Linked DNA regions of Mus musculus: region 1 is linked to region 2. Evidence: chromatin contacts called from public HiChIP or PLAC-seq data. All regions are on one chromosome and are shown on one strand. The core of a region is the stretch at or near the end of the contact, and the rest is flanking DNA. Distances in the headings are between cores, read along the strand shown.

What was found. HiChIP or PLAC-seq counts read pairs in DNA pulled down with a chosen protein or histone mark.
Region 1: an H3K27ac HiChIP or PLAC-seq map of VIP interneurons shows a contact between it and region 2, with 3 times the contacts expected there. The contact joins two enhancer-like sites. A contact is called at or near these places in 1 of 484 Hi-C or Micro-C datasets (nephron progenitors) and 2 of 115 datasets of contacts at active chromatin or transcription factors (VIP interneurons and embryonic stem cells).

The regions. Positions count from the first base shown.
Region 1 is chr5:131,164,403-131,168,301 of GRCm38.p6, forward strand. All of the region lies in intron 1 of Galnt17 (polypeptide N-acetylgalactosaminyltransferase 17), which reads right to left. Among named protein-coding and RNA genes, the nearest start is that of Gm40338, 82 kb to the left of the region's middle. Within about 2 kb of position 1,534, at least 18 of the 459 cell types and tissues checked have an H3K27ac peak or open chromatin away from gene starts, as enhancers often do. A contact at or near this core is called in VIP interneurons, where this site is marked.
Region 2 is chr5:130,937,683-130,941,730 of GRCm38.p6, forward strand. All of the region lies in intron 6 of Galnt17 (polypeptide N-acetylgalactosaminyltransferase 17), which reads right to left. Among named protein-coding and RNA genes, the nearest start is that of Gm40337, 84 kb to the left of the region's middle. Within about 2 kb of position 1,464, at least 62 of the 459 cell types and tissues checked have an H3K27ac peak or open chromatin away from gene starts, as enhancers often do. A contact at or near this core is called in VIP interneurons, where this site is marked.

The sequences.
Region 1 (3,899 bases), core at 284-2,783, 230 kb after region 2:
CTATATTTTTTTAGCTCCACCTTCCATACCTTAGACATCCCCAAGGGTCTAACCGCAAAATACCATCTGTCCTGCTGCTACTTCCAATGAGTTAAAGTATTCTTTTAAGATTCAGAAAGTACACAAAACTCACGAGTGGTGTGTGACGCTATCCTTGGGGAGATGTGAACAAAGTCTCCTCACACCAGATCAAGAAGCAGTGACAGTACATGAGGACTAAAATCCAACTTGGTGAACGAAGTTTTTTTTTTGGGGGGGGGGGGCTGGGGGTTACTTACAGGACTGTAGGTGGGAGGTTACTTATAGAAGCAGCAGTGACTCTAAGACATCTGTATCACCAAAGCCCAAGCATGAGTGATAACTCACAAAAGCTGGACCTGAAGGCCCACACAGCATGTAGGAGAGCATCTTTTCCAGGCACCTTAGCTGGTCTACTTTTTGTTTTTTTGTTTTTTTTTTGTTTTGTTTTCTAGGCCAGCATTCCTCGACCTATGGTTTATAATCCCTTTAGGGGTGAACAACCCTTTTACAGGGGTCACCTAAGACCATGGGAAAACACAGATATTTGCATTATGATTCATAACATTAGCAAAATCACAGCTAGGAAGTAGCAACAAAAAATAATGTTACAGCTGGGGGGGAGGGGGGTGTCACCACAACATGAGAAACTGTGGAAAGGGTAGAAGCAGCTTTAGGGAAGTTGAGAACCACTGTGCTAGGCAATTCGCCTGGTCTCTGTGTCTTCCAGGCAGCTGGGCGTACATGACAATGTCTCTTAGTGGTCCTTACTGCTTACCTACAGGAGCTGGGGGAAGGGAGAGCTTTCAAATCTAGTCAGTTTCAAGGACTTCCTGAAGGCATTTTGCTTTATTTACTTCCTAAGCTTAAAGAGTTCCTCCCCATGTCCCTTAGGGTACCCCGTTGTTTCTCCTTCCTGCCAAAGCACAGTTTATTAAGGAAGGAACTCCAAGTAGGCAGGTTTTAATCTCAGAGGAAATTGCTAACATCACAGATCTCAGGAAGTTCCCTAAACTTAACAGCACTCCCTCCCCAAAGCTATTAAAACAGTAACAACTGCAGGGAAGAGAAGACCCTCTGGCCACTAAGCTGCCTGCTGCGTGCACAGGGACAGAGCTCCCATGAGTTGTCACCCATGCTTGGGGAGGACTTGGGGTTTGGAGTGATACAAGTGCGTCACCATATTCACACTCTTGTAAGCAACCCTGAAAAACTCACGATTCACTGAGCTATTGTTGATTTGGCTTGTTTCTTTGATTCATCATCAATGCCTCTCTGGGATGAATAGACGCCTATTCACATCTCAGAAAATAGTCACACAATACTGTCCCACTGATGGTTGGGGCTTCACCACGGAATTTGGGGGCAGGAGGGTGCAAACCTCAGTTGGTAACACACGGCTATGTACTGTTGGATTGTGGCCTAGGAGACAGCACAATGAATAATAGGTTCCCTGGTGGTGCATCCCCTGCAGCTCGGAACACTAGAAGTGCATTTGTGTCCATTAGCTGAGCTGTTCACGCAGCCTTTTCAGTTCCAGGAGTGATGAATCACTGCGATGTGCTCCAAGTACCTTTGGAACAAACCGTCCATAAATTCCCAAACTGCTATTTTATTCAAAATGGCATGTCTTACATGTATTATGAACTTTGTACTTCCTGGAATCTTTCGACAAAGATTATTTCATTTTATCCTCATTCAGCCTGTAGGGACATCGAGGTTCCATGAGGAGACTGAATGTGCTCAAGTCACTGAAGCTATTTAGCCTGCATCTAGAACCTGGGTTTCTTCACTTGCCAACAACCCAGTCTGTTTTAAAAAATGCACTCTTGAGATTGTTAAGATGGCTCAAAGATTAAGAGCACTGGCTGGTCCTCTAGAAGACCTGGGTTCAATTCCAGCACTTACAGGGTGACTCAAAATCATCTGTAACTCGAGTCCCATGTGATCTGACATGTTCTTCTGGTCTCTGAGGCACGTGGAAATACATGCAGTCAAAGCACCCATATACATAAAAATTTAAATTGAATGCACTCTTGAAGGGCAGGGTGGAACGTGCCTTTAATCCCAGCACTCAGGAGACAACAGTAGGCAGATCATTGTAAGTTCAAGACTAGCCTGTTCTACAAAATGAGTTCCAGGACAGACAGGACTATATAGAAAGTAAGACACTGTCTTAAGGAAGGAAGGAAAGGAGGGAGGGGAAAAGGAAGGAGGGAAGGAAAAAAAACAAGCAAGGAAGGAAGGAAGGAACGAAGGAATAAGAAACAAAGAAAATGCACTGTTAAAATGTTGGTGGAAATAACCTTACTCTTGTGATATGGACAGAGTAAAACTACTGTGGGAATCAAAACCCTAAGTAAAGCTACCCTGTAACCCAGCTATGCCACTCCCGAGGGTTAAGTCAGTGTACCACACAGAAGCCTCTATGCTCATGTAGATTTCTGCAGAATCATTTACAGTCACCAAGATAGGGAACCAGACTTGGTGTCCATCAATGGATGGATGTATAAAGACATGCAGTATGTGTGCACACACAGAGGAGTTTCATTCAGCCATGAAAAGGAATGAAAATTTGTCCCTGGCAAGGAAATAGAAGGAACTGAAGACCTTTACATTAAGTGAAATAAACTAGACTCAGACAAAACCTGCTGTATTCATTCATATACAGAATCTAAGTTTTAAACACACACACACACACACACACACACACACACACAAGTTATGAAAGCAAGAGGGGAATTATTTAGAGGAAAGGAAGGAGACTATTGGAGTAGAAGAGGGAGAAAGAAGATAGAGCTCTGTGTGTGTTTGTGTGTGTGTGTGTGTGTGTGTATGTGAGAGAGAGAGAGAGAGAGACTATCCTCACAGAATATAATAAATATAACAGGAGACGTTATAAGAAAATTCATTGTGAGTGCTAATTTTAAAAATGTAGACAAACAAAACAAAAAAAAAGAAAAAGAAAAGGAAGAAAATATGCATTCAGATTTCACTTGACTGTGATGAAGAAGACCAAAAGGGCCCAAGTTTCACTCTCATTGCCAAGCAAACGCTGGCACAAACATGCCCCCTCCTGCCTCACCCTGTGTGTGCAAGTGATTAACGTATGCCTCTGGCTTGTTCCGGCTGCCAATGCACCAAGTGTGTGGGTGAAATGAATATTTCTAATGACGAGAGGACGAGCTTGGCAGCCATCAGGCCTTGCTTTGGAGCAGATGGATGGAGAACATGTAATTCTATCACACAGGCTAATTGTATCATACAGGTTAATTGCATCACTTAGCCTCCTGTTGGTTGGAGAACCATACAAGTGAAAAAAGAACTGACCCAGGGTAGGATGGACATTGAGCTATTAAAAAAAAAAATAGCTCTCCACCTAGACCAGAGAAATCTGCAGGTGTCCATGTGTGGACAATCAGTCTATCTGTCAGATAGCTCAATACCACCGAATACCCACTGGTTCCCAGAGTCAACTCCCTCTTTTGGTCCTTGCAGGTACACACTTGCCTTATATGGCTTTATTTCCAGGAGAAGGGTTAAACAGGGGTGTGTGTGTGTGTGTGTGTGTGTGTGTGTGTGTGTGTGTATAAAACACTAGCTTTCATCAACTGTTCCCAAAGCATTGTAGATTTCTATCCACAGGTTTTGAGTGACATTAATTTCAGTCATTTTCTAATCTGAAAAAATCCCCAAAGCTCTGGAATGCCAAGAAGATGATAAAAAACGAAACAAAGCAAAAACAACAACAACAAAAACACCTCAGGTTTTGTTTTGTTTTGTTATTGTTGTGCCTTTTGGTTTTTGAAATGAGGGTTGTGGTAGTGCTGATCATAATGTCTCCCATGGGCTCAGATATTTGAATATTTAGCCTTCAGTTG
Region 2 (4,048 bases), core at 214-2,713:
ACTGTACTGAGATTGCAGGTGTGTCAACCATGCCCAAGCCCAGGTTCAACATCCTTCCTACCGGAAATGGGTTGATCGACTTTAATCTGAGTCACATTCCCAAATTATGGGTTACAAGATGATCTGTGTTTGGAAATCCTAGCTTTGTGGGTGATATAGTTGAATGGTCTTATCATAAAAACCCCAGATTACTTACATGAAAAATCAGAGTCTTGAGAAGCGAGATGGCTCAGTGGTTCAAAGCACTTGCTGCTCATACAAGCACCCAAGATCAGTTTCCAGTAACCACATTGGGTTGCTTACAACAGCCTGGAAAAACAGCCCCAGGGGGTTCTGATACTTTCTTCTGGCCTCTCCAGGTACCGGGTAGAATACACATGTATACACATAAATCAAAATCAAAATAGCTAACATTTTAAAAAAGAAAATAAAACTCTCAAGGAAAACTTGGAGCATCAACCAGTTGAGACAAGCTAGACAGACCTCTGCTTCCTCCTCCTCTGGCGGACCCTCCCTCTTTGTTTCCTTTGTCTGGTTCTCCTGTTTGCCTTCTCTCTCCTCCTCTTCTTCCTCCTCCCCCTCTTCTGCCTCCCTCCCCCTCCTCTTCCCCTCTCCTTTTGGAACAGTCTTTCTGAGTACCCCAGGCTTACATGGAACTCACAATCCATCTGCTTCCACCTCCCACATGCTGAGCTCACAGGCAGGCCCGCAGGCATGCACATCTAGTTAGGGGGTTCTTAACTTCCTTCCGAGTGGATGAGCTTTTATACCCAACAGCCTTTTAGGACAGAGGCACCACCATCCCACTTGTGGAGAAAGCTGAACATGTGGTCTGCAGTCGTTGTCGTCCACCCCCCCCCCCCAGCTCTGCCTGCTTATTGGCCCTCCCAGGGAGTACAGACTGACCACTCCTGGAGAGATGGATGCCCACTTGGCTGAGGCAGCCACGGATGACAGCTCCCCAGTGTGGTTAATGGTGACCCTCTGACCTTCTCGCCTTTGATTTCCTTAATGCAATCGTTCTGGTTCCTTGCTGCCTGACAAAAGGTCAGCTCTTGTTTATCCTCTAATAAATGTGGTAGGAAAGAGAGGGAAAGAGGGAGGGAGGGAGGGAAGGAGGGAGTGAGAGGGAGGGAGGGAGGGAGGGAGGGAGGGAGGGAGGGAGAGAGAGAGAGAGAGAGAGAGAGAGAGAGAGAACACAAAAACCAACAGAAAATCTCACTGCTGTCACCAGATAATCCAGGGCAAACTGGCTCCTTTTTGGTTTCATCTTTGAACGTCTAAATTTGTGCCACACTTGACTGTGTTGTCACTGGCTGTCATGAGCAGCATCTAGCCCTTTTGTGGAGTAAGTGCTTCTCAAAAAAGACCAGGCTTTTTTTTTTTCTGAACAGGCTGTATTTTTGGCTGCAGTCTTGAACTGCTGGGAATGCAATTGCTTTTTAATTGGAACCAGCAACCAAGGTTGGCTTGGATTCAAAGCCAGGCCTCCCAGCATCGGCAGGGGCTACCATAGTCTAGGGACAGGGGAGTGGAATGGCCAGAGTGACCCACCTTCAGGCTGGGACTCCCAGGGGAGGATCTGTTCACACCTAAGGACCTGATAGCTTGGGATTAGAATTTTTATTCCCTGACCTAGAAAAAGAAGTGCTTGCCATTCCCAGGGACTGGCAAACCAAGAGCATGCTGCACAGCTAGGCAGAAGGTCTCCCCCAACCCAGCTGACATCTACATGGGTGGGATGAAGAAGCTCAGGGGAAAGGGAACAAAGGAATCTCAGAGGAAAATTATCCTGGTTTTCCGTCAATGTTACAGCCCAAATGTCCTTTCCTTCCCAAAGGAAACGGTTGCAGGGATGCATGTTCTCACTGTCTGTCACAGTGGGGGTAATGAATGTTCTGGAAGGAATAGATCACTTCAGGTTCTCATTGTGCCAAGTAATTATGTCAAATTAAATGTATTAATACAACAGTACCTTTCATTTAGCCAGTACGCTAAAGAGCCCATGCTTTAGCTGAACATCTACACAATGGCTTGCTATACCACACTCTCATCTCTGTGAATTCCTTTGATTCAAAATGAAAAAAAATTAATTTGAATAAATGTATGAAGGGCATGATGCTGAAGGCCAGGTCAGCCATTCATACTAAGAAGTAAAAAAAAGAAAAAGAAAGAAAAAGCAAAATGAACACACAAACACACATGTGCATACACACACGCATACACACACACACACACACGCACATGCACACATATGCAGACACACACGCAGACTATGAAGAGGTCAGCCCAGAGCATCAACAGATTATTTTTATATGCACTTAACTTCAGAAGGGTAACTCCAGTTAAATTCATTGTTTCACCAACTTGCCCCTGGTTGGAAATACTTGTTTCTGTTGTTCATGTCTGCACCCTGTCTAGGGCGGACAGACATTTCTTCACATCTCCTCAGAACAGGTCTTTGGCTTGATTACTTCCACAGAAAGGTGGGGTAAACAATTAAAAGCCAAGATGTGGCTGGATATGGGTGTGCTGGTGTGTGTGGTGGTTTGAATGTGAAACGTCTCCTTTAGGCTCACATGTTCGAAACACTCGGTCGCCAGTTGGCGGTGCTGTTTAAGAAAGCTATGGAACTTTTAGGAAGTAGAGCTCTGTTGGAGGAAGTATGTCACTGGAGGTGGGCTTTTGAGGGTTTGTAGCCTCACCCTACTTCCTGTTCTTTCCTGTTGCTTCCTGTTCAAGTGAAGTGCCATCTTCCTGCTTCAAGTTGTGAGAATGTTCTCAGGTTTCCACTGTCCAGCCTTTCCCATTATAATAGATTCTATCCATTGGGAAAGTACAGGGCAAAGTAAACCATTTCCTTTATAAGATACTTTTGCTCATAGCATTTTATCCCAGTAATAAAAACTAACACAGTATAAATTTGAATTTGGTTCTGATGGGTCACACTGGGGGACTTTCTCCCTTTGCTTTCTACACATTTCTCCAAAGCATTCCATCACTGCTGAGGGTCTGACTCCTCTAGACTGAAACACCAGTCTTTGGGTTTAGGTACTATTCCAGTTTTCCCATTGCACCCGGTATCAGAGCATTCTAGATTATCTCATATCGTGCTATCCCCCTTTCTCCGGGTTTTTTGTTTTGTTTTTGTTTGCTTTTTTGCCTTTCACAGCACTTGATCATCTACAGCTCCTCTCGTTTCCCAAGAGTTTGTGTATTAAACCCCAAATAAAAGAAGTGTGGTTTGTTTTCCATAGTGCACGGCTACTCGGGGCTCCAAGAAGGAGTCTGTGACATCTAGAAACATCTATTCTGTATTGCTGTGCTCCAGGCATTGCAGTGAGGAAAAGGTCCAGCAGAGACATTCATGGAGACAGTGGGGCCTACTCAAAAGTAACAGTCAGTGGGCAAGTCAAAGACACATTTGTCTATGATATAACAATGTCAGCCGTGCCTGAAGGTTCAGTCTGGTAATCTCAGCTACACAAGAGACTGAGGCAGGAGGGTCACAAGTTTAAGGGCTAACTGGACTAAAGGGTAACTTCAAGGCCAGACTGGGCAACTTAAGTGAGAGTCTAAGATGTACCTCATTGATAGAGTACTTGCCTAGAATCTTTCAGTGAGGGGCTGGGGGCATGGCTCAGTGGGAGAGCCCCTGCCTAGAATCCCCCAGGGAGGGGTTGGGGGCATGGCTCAGTGGTAGAGCCCCTGCCTAGAATCCCCCAGTAAGGGGCTGGGGGCGTGGCTCAGTGGTAGAGCACCTGCCTAGAATCCCCCAGGGAGGGGCTGGGGGCGTGGCTCAGTGGTAGAGCACCTGCCTAGATTCCCCTAGTGAGGGGCTAGGGGTTTGTCTCAGTAATAGATCTTCTGCTCAGAATCCCCTAATGAGGGGTTGGGGGTGTGGCTCAGTGATAAATCTTCTGCCTAGACTCCTCCAGTGAAGGTTGGAGCTGCTTGTCTTATTGATGTTAATCTTCAGTATTATAAAAGCAAAGCAAAATTAAAAACAGCAGCAACAACACAACTGTCTCAAGACAAACATACCTGG